2 separate regions of the Mus musculus genome follow, and region 2 is linked to region 1. Evidence: chromatin contacts called from public HiChIP or PLAC-seq data. All regions are on one chromosome and are shown on one strand. Each heading gives the region's core, a stretch centred on a gene start, on an enhancer-like site or on the middle of the called end of the contact. The rest is flanking DNA. Distances are from core to core; before and after follow the strand shown. Region 1 holds the start of Caskin1 (CASK interacting protein 1). Region 2 holds the start of Gfer (growth factor, augmenter of liver regeneration).

The links. HiChIP or PLAC-seq counts read pairs in DNA pulled down with a chosen protein or histone mark.
Region 2: an HNF4G HiChIP or PLAC-seq map of pancreatic cancer cells shows a contact between it and region 1. The contact joins the promoter of Gfer here to the promoter of Caskin1 in region 1. A contact is called at or near these places in 23 of 39 promoter capture datasets (the 3T3-L1 cell line, the C10 cell line, the HPC-7 cell line and 15 more), 1 of 15 datasets of contacts at CTCF or cohesin (large pre-B cells), 3 of 484 Hi-C or Micro-C datasets (bone marrow-derived macrophages, embryonic stem cells and myeloid progenitors), 17 of 115 datasets of contacts at active chromatin or transcription factors (the HPC-7 cell line, the SCID.adh cell line, VIP interneurons and 11 more) and 5 of 9 other capture datasets (adipose tissue, embryonic stem cells, liver and 2 more).

The regions. Positions count from the first base shown.
Region 1 is chr17:24,486,584-24,491,471 of GRCm38.p6, forward strand. It overlaps Caskin1 (CASK interacting protein 1), which reads left to right and starts at 2,200. Exons shown (of 20, transcript NM_027937.2): 1 at 2,200-2,480. The coding sequence starts at 2,387.
Region 2 is chr17:24,693,533-24,698,420 of GRCm38.p6, forward strand. It overlaps Gfer (growth factor, augmenter of liver regeneration), which reads right to left and starts at 2,624. Exons shown (of 3, transcript NM_023040.3): 1 at 2,299-2,624; 2 at 1,722-1,918; 3 at 1-910. The coding sequence starts at 2,535. The coding sequence ends at 748. Noxo1 (NADPH oxidase organizer 1) reads left to right here and starts at 2,702. Exons shown (of 9, transcript NM_001357836.1): 1 at 2,702-3,464; 2 at 4,688-4,876. The coding sequence starts at 4,811.

The DNA of each region.
Region 1 (4,888 bases), core at 950-3,449:
TGTCTCAAAAAAACAAACAAACAAACAAAAAGAAATATAACAACTTCAGGCAAGGGCCAGGTCATTAGCCCAAAGCAGTCCAAGAATATTAAATTTAAGCTTGCCCTTTCAGGTCTTGGTGAATGTGTATTTGTTAAGGTGGGAGGCTGGACATGTTTGATTTAACAGTCATCAATACAATTCCAACTCTGGGATCAGCATTTGGTGAGTGGGCCTCTCTCTGCATTTTTGCCCCAGGTCCCACAAAGATGATTTCTCTTACAAGCTCCAAGCACAGCAATAGCAGCCATGATAATAGCAGTTCTCTTTTTATACATTTACTTATTTCTGTAGTGCTTCCTGCGTGCTTGGCACGGTACCATGTGAAGATGGATCGAATACAGTTGGAACCCCTGCAGCAAGGGCCAAGAATATCACAATATCTGCAGCAGCTGTGCATTGGACACTTGCTATATCCTGGATTAACTGCGTGAACAACTTCACAGTGAACCCTGGCATAGATGAAGGGGACACATTATTTACCCACCTTTGACAGGGAGGGTAGATAAGAGATTCAGAAAGAGCCAGGGCGGTGGTGGCGCACGCCTTTAATCGCGCACTTGGGAGGCAGAGGCAGGCGGATTTCTGAGTTCGAGGCCAGCCTGGTCTACAGAGTGAGTTCCAGGACAGCCAGGGCTATGCAGAAAAACCCTGTCTCAAAAAAACAAAAGCCAAAAGCCAAAAAAAAAAAAAAAAAAAAAAAGAAAGAAAGAAAGAGAGATTCAGAAAGACAGAAAGAGCAGCAGTTCAGGGTGATACAACTAGTGTAAGGAAGACCGGAAGACCAGAGACAGGAACCAATGTAGCTTCTAAGTCCAGACCTATAACCTGGAGACCTGGGGGCCTGTAGCACCTACACAGGAATGCAAAGCATTTTCTAGTCCTTGGCTGTTGTTTTCCAATCTGTAAAATGGAGACGGTAAGCTCAGCTTTATCCCAAATGGCCAGCACAACACCGGACCCTGGGACTAACTAGGAATCAGTCACTCTAATGGTCCAATGGAAGGATTTTTACATTTAGAGACCTCTTCTGAGAGCCTACCACATATCAGAAGACCTAGGCTCATTCCTCGAGCCTCATGACTTTATCATGATCAGAATTCCATGATAATACATTGGTTGTGCATATGTGAACCCTCACCGAATTCTCTCCACTGTAATGTTGGGTTGGGTGATGCTCTCTGCTCCTGCTTGTAATAAGGAAGCCGAGGGAGCAGAACCTCACTCAAGACAAGGATCTCAGCTGCTGTGTGTTCATAATGCTGCAGGCAACAGAGGAGGCCTGGCGCAGCCCAAGCCTTCAGGCAGGCAGGAGAAAGGTGAGGTGTTGGTCAAGCAGAGATGCAGACTGGGAACCCGTGCTAGGAGATTGCTTAGGTTGGGCTAGACTAGAATGGTTCTGGACGAGGCTGGGCCTTCATTGGTGCTGAGGACAGGAGGTTAAGATACTTCTTGGTGGATATAGACAGTTATATCCAAGTAGATGATGAGAGTGTCAAAGCCAAGCTCCCTTCCAGGCTGTCCTCGAAGGAGAACAGTCATCCTGCATTGTTGTGGAGGGAAGCCAGAGGCTGCCTGGGAAGAAGGTGTAGTTGGGGGGAGGAGGGGTACGGGTTCCCTGACACCGAATTCATTATTGGGAGATTCCTCTTCGCAATCTCTCAACACCTCCCACAGGAATCACGGGCCAGAAATGTCTGACAGCCTCTGGAGGGCCGGCACCGGTGGCACTTGTGCCCGGCTTCCCGCCCGCCCACTGCCTCCGAGTCCCTCCCCCTCAGGTCCCGCAGCCTCGAGAAACCTCTCCTAGGTTTAGGCTTGCGTCGCCGCCGTGCCGGTGCTCGGTGGCCAGCCCCCCTGCGCACCGTCCTCTGTCCCTGGCTGTCGTCTTCGGTTCCCCGCTGTCCGCAGAGGCCTAGCCTGACCCGCGCACCCAAACGTGGGGAGGGGGCGTCGGGCGCGGGGGCGGAGCCTCGGAGCCAGGCGCGCGGCCGGCGCGGGCTGACGGAGGTCAGCGGCCGCGGGAGCGGACCCAGGCGTCCGGGAGGCGGCTCAGACGCGGCGCGCCACCGGGTGCCGGCCGCCGCCGCCGGCTCCCGCCCCTGGGCCGCCCCCCGCCCGTGACGCGCTATCCGTCCCTCCGCGTCGGAGCCCCAGCCCCAGTTCGAGCCCGAAACCCCAGCCCGAGCCCGAGTCCGAGCCCGAGCCCGAACCCACGGAGGGCGCTGGGCGGCGGGCGGCGCAGGGAGCGCGGGCTGGAAAGGATGCGATCGCAGACGCGGAGCCGCTGCTGCGTCTGAGCCGCCGAGAGCACCAAGCGCCGCGTCGCTGCGGGCCCGGCGGCGCCATGGGGAAGGAGCAGGAGCTGGTGCAGGCAGTGAAGGCGGAGGACGTGGGGACCGCGCAGAGGCTGCTGCAGAGGCCGCGGCCGGGGAAGGCCAGTGAGTGCGGGGGGCGCGCGGGGCGCGGGCGGGGCCCACCCCGCCGGGGTGCAGGGCGAGGAAGGGATGCTGTGGGTCTCCCGGGGTGGGGCGGGGCCAGGAGCGCTCAGACCCTTGGTCCGCGCCCCCCTTCTCGCCCTAGCTCTGGAGGAGGGGCGGCAACGAGCGCAGAACTGTCCGCCCAGCCCCCTGCGGGCACCTGCGGCACCCACCGTCCCTGAGGCCGCTGGCGATCACATCCTCCCTCGGATCTCCTCCCTTTCCAGGCTGCAGGCTGATGATTTCTACTTGTGCTTTTAAGGGCGAGGCGGATTCCCCCCACCCCCCAAGAGACATTGTAGAGAGAGGGAGGGGCCCTTGCAGTGAGGGGCGACCAGAGGCTAGCAATCTCTGTCAGACCCCTTCCCCACCCTATGTTTAATAACACGCTTTGCAGGGAAAGGGGTGGGGTGGGGGACCACGCTGGGGGTGTGGCTGCCCAGGCATGGCCAGTGGGGGCCATTTACTGATGAGGGAGTGAAACACAGGCGCCCAAGGTCGCCCAGCCCTGGGGCAGGCTGGGCTTCAGACAGGGACAGCCTGGGGGATAAGGACTGTAGGCTCTTGCAGGCTTCTGCAGACCTTGGTCGTCCCTGGCTTTTTCTGCTGGAAAAGGGGGCCAAGGATCTGTAATGGATCTCCCACACCATTCCTAGCTTGTGCCCTGGGGGTCCAGGGAAGGCCTCGGAGCTTGGAGCTTTGATTCTGGCTCTCAACCCTGCTCATCCTAGAGCCTCCCTAGGGGCCTCTGGAGATGGATTGATGGGCGTGTGGACTAGCCAAGTGCGCAGCTGTGTATGTATGACCGTGTCAGTGTGTCAGGGCACCTGTGCAGGCACTGCAGGTCAACACATGGGACCTGGGTGCTTTCACTTCCAACCCACCATCGTAAGCTGCGGGGAGGGGGCCCCATTTCTCCAGGGGGCTGCTGAGACACGGGACCGTCTGGAGTGGCTCCTGTCCACTTTGCTTTTGGAGGAAGGACACTGGTGCCTCCAGGGCACACAGGCAGCCTGGGAAGCTCCACTTACTAGAGCTGGCTTTAGGGCCTCAAGGCTGAGAGTGGAAGAGCTTCATAGGGAGAGGCAGGTTGAAGAGAGGAAGGCACAGCTTTCCACCTAGTGGCCTGTGTCCTTGGTCATCCTGACTCTCTAGGCCTTAATGGCCTTATCTGTAGGATGGAACATCTGTGGTCCCTGCCACCCCACAGCATCCTGAGAGCACTAAGAAGGGACTGATGAAGAGGAGACACTTACTTCCAGTTCAGGAAATGCTAATGGAGCTGGCTTTTTTCTGCTGGCAGCCAGTGGGAACCACAAATATGGGGATCCTCTTCCCTTCCATTTGGCCATCATGGATAGGAGAGAGGGTTGTCATCTCTGCCTGGGTCCCTACCTCTGCCTTGGAGTGATGTGGACTCAGCAGAGGCACCTGTCGGTCTTGCCCCTTCTGTCTGTAGTCTCTGAGTCAGAGGGGCGGTGTAATAAATCAGACAGAGAAATCCCTCCATGAATTAGCTCAGTTGTCATGGCAACGCTGGCCTGCTTTGGAGTAAGAAGTATTTTGATTTAGCAAAGTACAGCTGGAGTTTGGGCCATGGGGTGAGGGGTGTCCATAAGTATCCTGAGAGTGTGGTTTCCCCCTCACATACACACACCAGCCAGGCGTAATGATACACTTAGGCTTAATCCTAGCAGTTGTGAGGCAGAGACAGGCAGATCTCTGTGAGTTCAAGGCCAGCTAGGTCTAATGCATAGTGAGCTATAGAGACCCTGTCTCAAAAACAAAACAGAAAAGAGGATGTGGTCTCCAGTCCAGCCTAGAGATTTTCCCACAGTTGTTCTTGAGCCCTTTTGGGTGCCCAGCTCTTCCCTCCCTACCCTGTGGCTCCAAGGGAGCCTGCGCATGCATGCTCACTTAGCGGTTGTCCTGGAGGGGAAAAGAGACAACTTTGGAAGGAAGATGTTGGTAGGGGGCTGCTCTTCTGCTGCTGGTGAGGGGTCCTTGTCTAGTTTTGTGGCCTAGCCTTCCTCTCTGAGGCAGGCTGATGACACCCTGTAGAAATTCCCAGAAGAATCATGTGCGCGCGCGCACACACACACACACACACACACACACACACACACACACACTCACTCCTTGGCCCATTAAGAATTCCCTTCCAGCAGGCTGTGTGGCACACACCTTTAATCCTAGCACTTTGGAGGCAGAGTCAGGAGAATTTCTGTGAGTTCTAGGCTACCCTGGTCTACATATTGAGTTCCAGGCTAGCCAGAACAACATAGTGAGATCTGTGTATTTGTTTGTTTTTAAATTCCCTTCTAACTTAGAGTTTAGATCTGACCTCAAACTGGTCTCTGGAGAGCAGC
Region 2 (4,888 bases), core at 1,374-3,873, 210 kb after region 1:
GAGGAGGCCACCCAAGTGTCTGTAGTAGGCACCTCCATTTCTTAATCCTGTGGCAGGGTTCCCAGAGGCAGTGTTCAAAGCTTAAACTCAGGATTTGCACAAACCTTACACCCCAGCCTGAACTCAGGGCTAACCCAGAGTTTAACCCCTTCCTTGACGTCTTCTAGCGTGACTTCTGGCTTGTCGTCCGGGATGACTTCCCGCCTGACGCCATCAGTTACTCCGGTGTATGCACCTGGGTTCCCTTCAGTTGTAGCTCCAAACTTCAGTTTAGGGGTAGAGCCAAATTCATTACAGACTCTGAAGCTAATGCAGATCCGAAAGCCCCTTCTCAAGTCGTCTTTGCTGGATCAGAACTTGACAGAAGAGGAAGTCAATATGAAATTTGTTCAAGATCTCTTGAACTGGGTTGATGAGATGCAGGTGCAGCTGGACCGCACTGAATGGGGCTCAGATTTGCCAAGTGTTGAAAGCCATTTAGAAAACCATAAAAATGTTCACCGAGCCATTGAAGAATTTGAATCCAGCCTTAAGGAAGCTAAAATTAGTGAGATTCAGATGACAGCGCCTCTGAAACTCTCTTACACAGATAAGTTGCACAGATTAGAGAGTCAGTACGCTAAACTCTTGAATACATCCAGAAATCAACTACAGAAACAAGTGTTGGCTCAGATGCACTTTAATCGTCAATCAGGCTGTTGCCCATAGAACCAGGCTAGATGCCCCTCACGAACTGCTGGTAATCTTCTAGTCACAGGAGCCGTCCTTCCAGCCGTCACGCCAACGCTCATCTACTCTCGAGCAGTCAAAATCAGGCTTGCCCAGCTTCCGATTCACCTCATTGTGCAGGCGGCACAGCCACTGGCTGAAGGATACTCGAGTGCTTGTGTCTGGCTGGTTCCTGCCTATCCTTTGAGAGAAGCACAGAAGGATGTAAGGAGATCCCGGCCCCTCTGTCTCTGCCAGTGTCTGGAGACGGGAGTTGGGGCACTGCTATGACCTATCTTCCTGTAGGGGGATGGGGGGGGCCTGAATCTAGAGTTTCTAGGTAGGGCCTGGCACAAAGGACTGTTTCTCAGCACCAGGGGCACAATGCAGCTAGAGCTCCCCTCACTCCTAACTGCTTCAAATAGCAAGTGCAACCTAGGTTAGGCCACTGAGAGTGAGGGATGTTTACTTCAGTCCAGTTTTTTTTTTTTTTTTTTTGGTTTTTCGAGACAGGGTTTCTCTGTGTAGCCCTGGCTATCCTGGAACTCACTTTGTAGACCAGGCTGGCCTCGAACTCTGAAATCCGCCTGCCTCTGCCTCCCTTCAGTCCAGTTTTTAAAGCTGGTAACTAAGCTGAGAGATTGGCTTGAGCCCCATAAGGAAGAGCTATAAGGACTGGGCTTTTGAGGAAGGAGAAGGCCCCCAAACCCCAACATCCCTTTTGGTGTCCCCTCTCCTAGGAACCTGTCACTTCTGAATCTACTGTTCTAGGCCCCTCTCTATGACATCAGCTATGCCCCCCCCCCTTTTTTTGTGTTTCTTTGAGACAGGGTTTCTCTGTGTAGCCCTGGCTGTCCTGGAACTCACTCTGTAGAGCAGGCTGGCCTCGAACTCAGAAAACCACCTGCCACTGCTTGCCAAGTGCTGGGATTAACGGCGTGCGCCACCACCGCCCGGCATCAGCTAGGCCCGCTCTAGGGACCTTACTGACAAGAGGTATAGCCACAACTTACCTCTTCCTTATGTCTTCCGCACATTCCTCGCAGGGGTAAAACTTGGAAAATATATGTATGAACTGGGCCATATCCTGTTGTTGTTCTGGCGTGGGCCTGTCCGGGTAATAGGCGGCCAGCGTATGGAGGAAAGCCCAGGTGTGGCGACCCAATTCTTCCCGATCCTGTGGACAGTCCTCCCTAAACTTGATGTCCCGCTGCAGAAGTAGGCCGACTAAAGGTCAATTCACTCTTACCCAACCAGAAAGCCCATAAAATTCCAACCCAGTGGCAGACTGCTTGCGTTGTACGCCAGAGGCCTTCGGTTCGAATTCCCATTATCACTAATAATAATCATAATAATAATAATAAAGGAAACAAGAACGCTCCCTTTTTCAGTTGACAGCCTACTAACTCGATCTGACTAGCCAGTGGCTGAAAGCGCAAAAGTTTGAGCCTAACGGTGTGTGTGGGTGAGGGGTAAACATGTTTAGGCATAGCCAACCCTGAGGGTTTGGGCCGTGCGGTAGCCGAACGGGAACCTGGAAACCAGGTGTGTGGGGGACCGGGACCGGGCGGCCAAGCGGGGCATCTGCACCTTCTGCTGGGTCCGCATCCACGACTTGAAGTCCACGCAGGCCCGGCACGGTCGCTTCCCGTGCTCCAAACCTTGCGGCGCCGGGGCCGCGGCAGGGGTGGTGTCGTCTCTATGCCTTGCGCCGCGGCCCCGCGCGTCAGTCACCAGGTCGTCGGTCATCTCGGAGCGCGCGCCGCCCGGCAGGAAGGAGAAGCGACTGCCGCGAGGGAAGCCCGCCGGCTCGCTGGGCGCCGCCATCTTGCTGGCGTGCGGGCAGCGGGGCCAAGAGGGCGTGCCGGCGACAGTTCGGAGGAGCGTGCACGCCACCGCCGGCGCGCGGCGGCAGGAGCGGGAACCGCAGCCCGGGGCTGGGCTCAGGCCGGGGCAGGAGGCGGGGCCTGGCGGCGGGGCGGGGCTGGGGGCCGAGGCGGCGGCCCGGGTCGCGGAGGCGTAGGAGGCCTCGGGGCGGGAGGAGGCGGCGCCGGAGGCCCAGGCCGAGGCGGCACTGGCGGCTGCGGCTCCGGCTCTGCGGGTACTCTTGCGCCTGGTGACCCGCCGCGAGCCCGGCGTGCGTGGTCCATGGTGGGGTTCAGGCTTCCTCCGGCAGATGTGAAGTGTGTCGTGGAAGGCGCGCTGCGGCTGTGCTGAGATCTTGGACTGAGATGAGTTCCGAGATGCTTCTCGCATCACCCCCATCGCTTGGCTCAGACACCTAAGGGCGGCAAAATTTGGGGTCTTCCTGCCTTACGACGTGCCCACCTACACGCTTCTCGGTGCCTTAGCAACGCGCGACGGGGCGTGGCCTCACAGAGACCAGACAGTACTTATTGCCAGAGGCTACCTGTGCCCTAGTAACTGTCCCCCACTGCGCAACCTTGAGAGAGGGCGTGTCCTCATCCTCTAGCTTGGATAAAAGATTATTATGCCTATTTTAATAGCAGCCTCAGGAATTTCTTCCTTTTTTTTTTTCTTTTGGAGACAGGGTCTCATGTAACTTGGACTAACTTTGAACTCTGTATGTAGCTGAGTGAAGATGATGTTGAATTCTTGAATCTTTTTGCCACCACACCACCTCTTCAAGTGTTTGACTTAAACGCCTGTGCCATCACAGGAAGAATTCCTTCCGCTGCCTCCATGTGTTCATTTACTCTTTCTGCAAATATTTGTAGAGTGGCTGCTCTCTCCAGGTGCTGTTTCCTCCACTGAGCAGAACAAGGAACAAGCCTCCCTCTTTAGCCTTTAACCAGTGATGCAAATGCGGAAAACCCAGTACACCAGAATCATATTTACAAAACTGATGAAAGCTGTGCAGGGGGTGAGGAGACCCTTAGGCACAGGCCTTTGGGATAAGAAATCAGCTCAAATGCTTGACATTTTACAGAAACACCAGTGACGCTGGGGGCAGGGTCTAGGGAAGGTAGAGGAGATAGAGGCAGAATCCAGAGTCCGGCAAGGCCTACTTATGACCATGGTAGCAACTGGCATTTTTTTCCCTAAAAACAGAGATGTTGGGCAATTTGGGACAGTGGATTTTGTGTGTGTGTGTGTGTGTGTATTTCAAGACAGGGTTTCTTAGTGTAACCAGTCTTGACTGTCCTGGACTCTCTTTGTAGACCAGGCTGGCCTTGATCTCAGAAATCTACCTGCCTCTGCCACCCAAATGCTGGGATTAAAGGCATGTGCTACCCCACTGAGAACAGATTTTTTTAAAGAGACAGGGAGGAACCCAGAGTTGGGGGCTCCTCTGTGTGCATCTGAGAGAGGCAGTGGCTAGATAGAGTGAAGAGCATCTAAGGTTGGGAGGGGTAGACAGGGGCTGTCAACTGAGTGGTAAGAGGGGCTCACAATTCCTCACTTTTCCAGCTTCTGTCTTCTGACTTCCAACATTTCTGAAAAAAAGCCAGAAAGTTATTAAAGGTAATGCCAAGACTTAGCTAAGTAAGGAGATTGGCTTTATGACCTAGCTACTCGGGAGCCTAAGACAGTAATATTCCCAACTTTGGCAAAACCCTATCTCAAAGCAAAACAAGACAAAAACAACCAACCAAAACCAAACCAAACCAAAGCAACCAAAAAAGGACCCAGTAGTTGACTCAAGGTTGTCTGTGTCTGTAACATACTGTACTGTAGCCCAGGGTGGATTCAAAGAGCAAGCTGTTAGGCACACCCTGGAGGAGGTCACAGCAGGATGAAGAGGCAGAGGGGGCAGGTGAAGTTGAGGCGGCAGGTGCTTTGGTGGTGGAACTCCCTACAGTTTTTCTTCCCCTGACTAAGGAAGGAGAGGAGCCCCAGGTGGTTCTGTTTGAGAACAGTCTTGTACAAAGGGCCTTTTCTTCCATCTGCCCAGGCTTGCCCCTCCCCCTGGCAGTCTTCCTGTGATGAATCCTCTCTCGTTTTTTTGTGCTTCAAGAACCAGGAAACTGAACTCTTTCCTGGATTGTGAGTGCTTCGAAGGGACTCTACTTAGGGCAGTGTTGGGGAATTCCACTTCACTTCTTCCGGATGCTCGGAGCTCCTTCAAGCATCCATAGTCATGGCAAGCCCAAGACACCCAGTATCAGCCCATGCTGTAGCCTTGGTGCAAATGGACCGACTCCAGGTAGACCACACT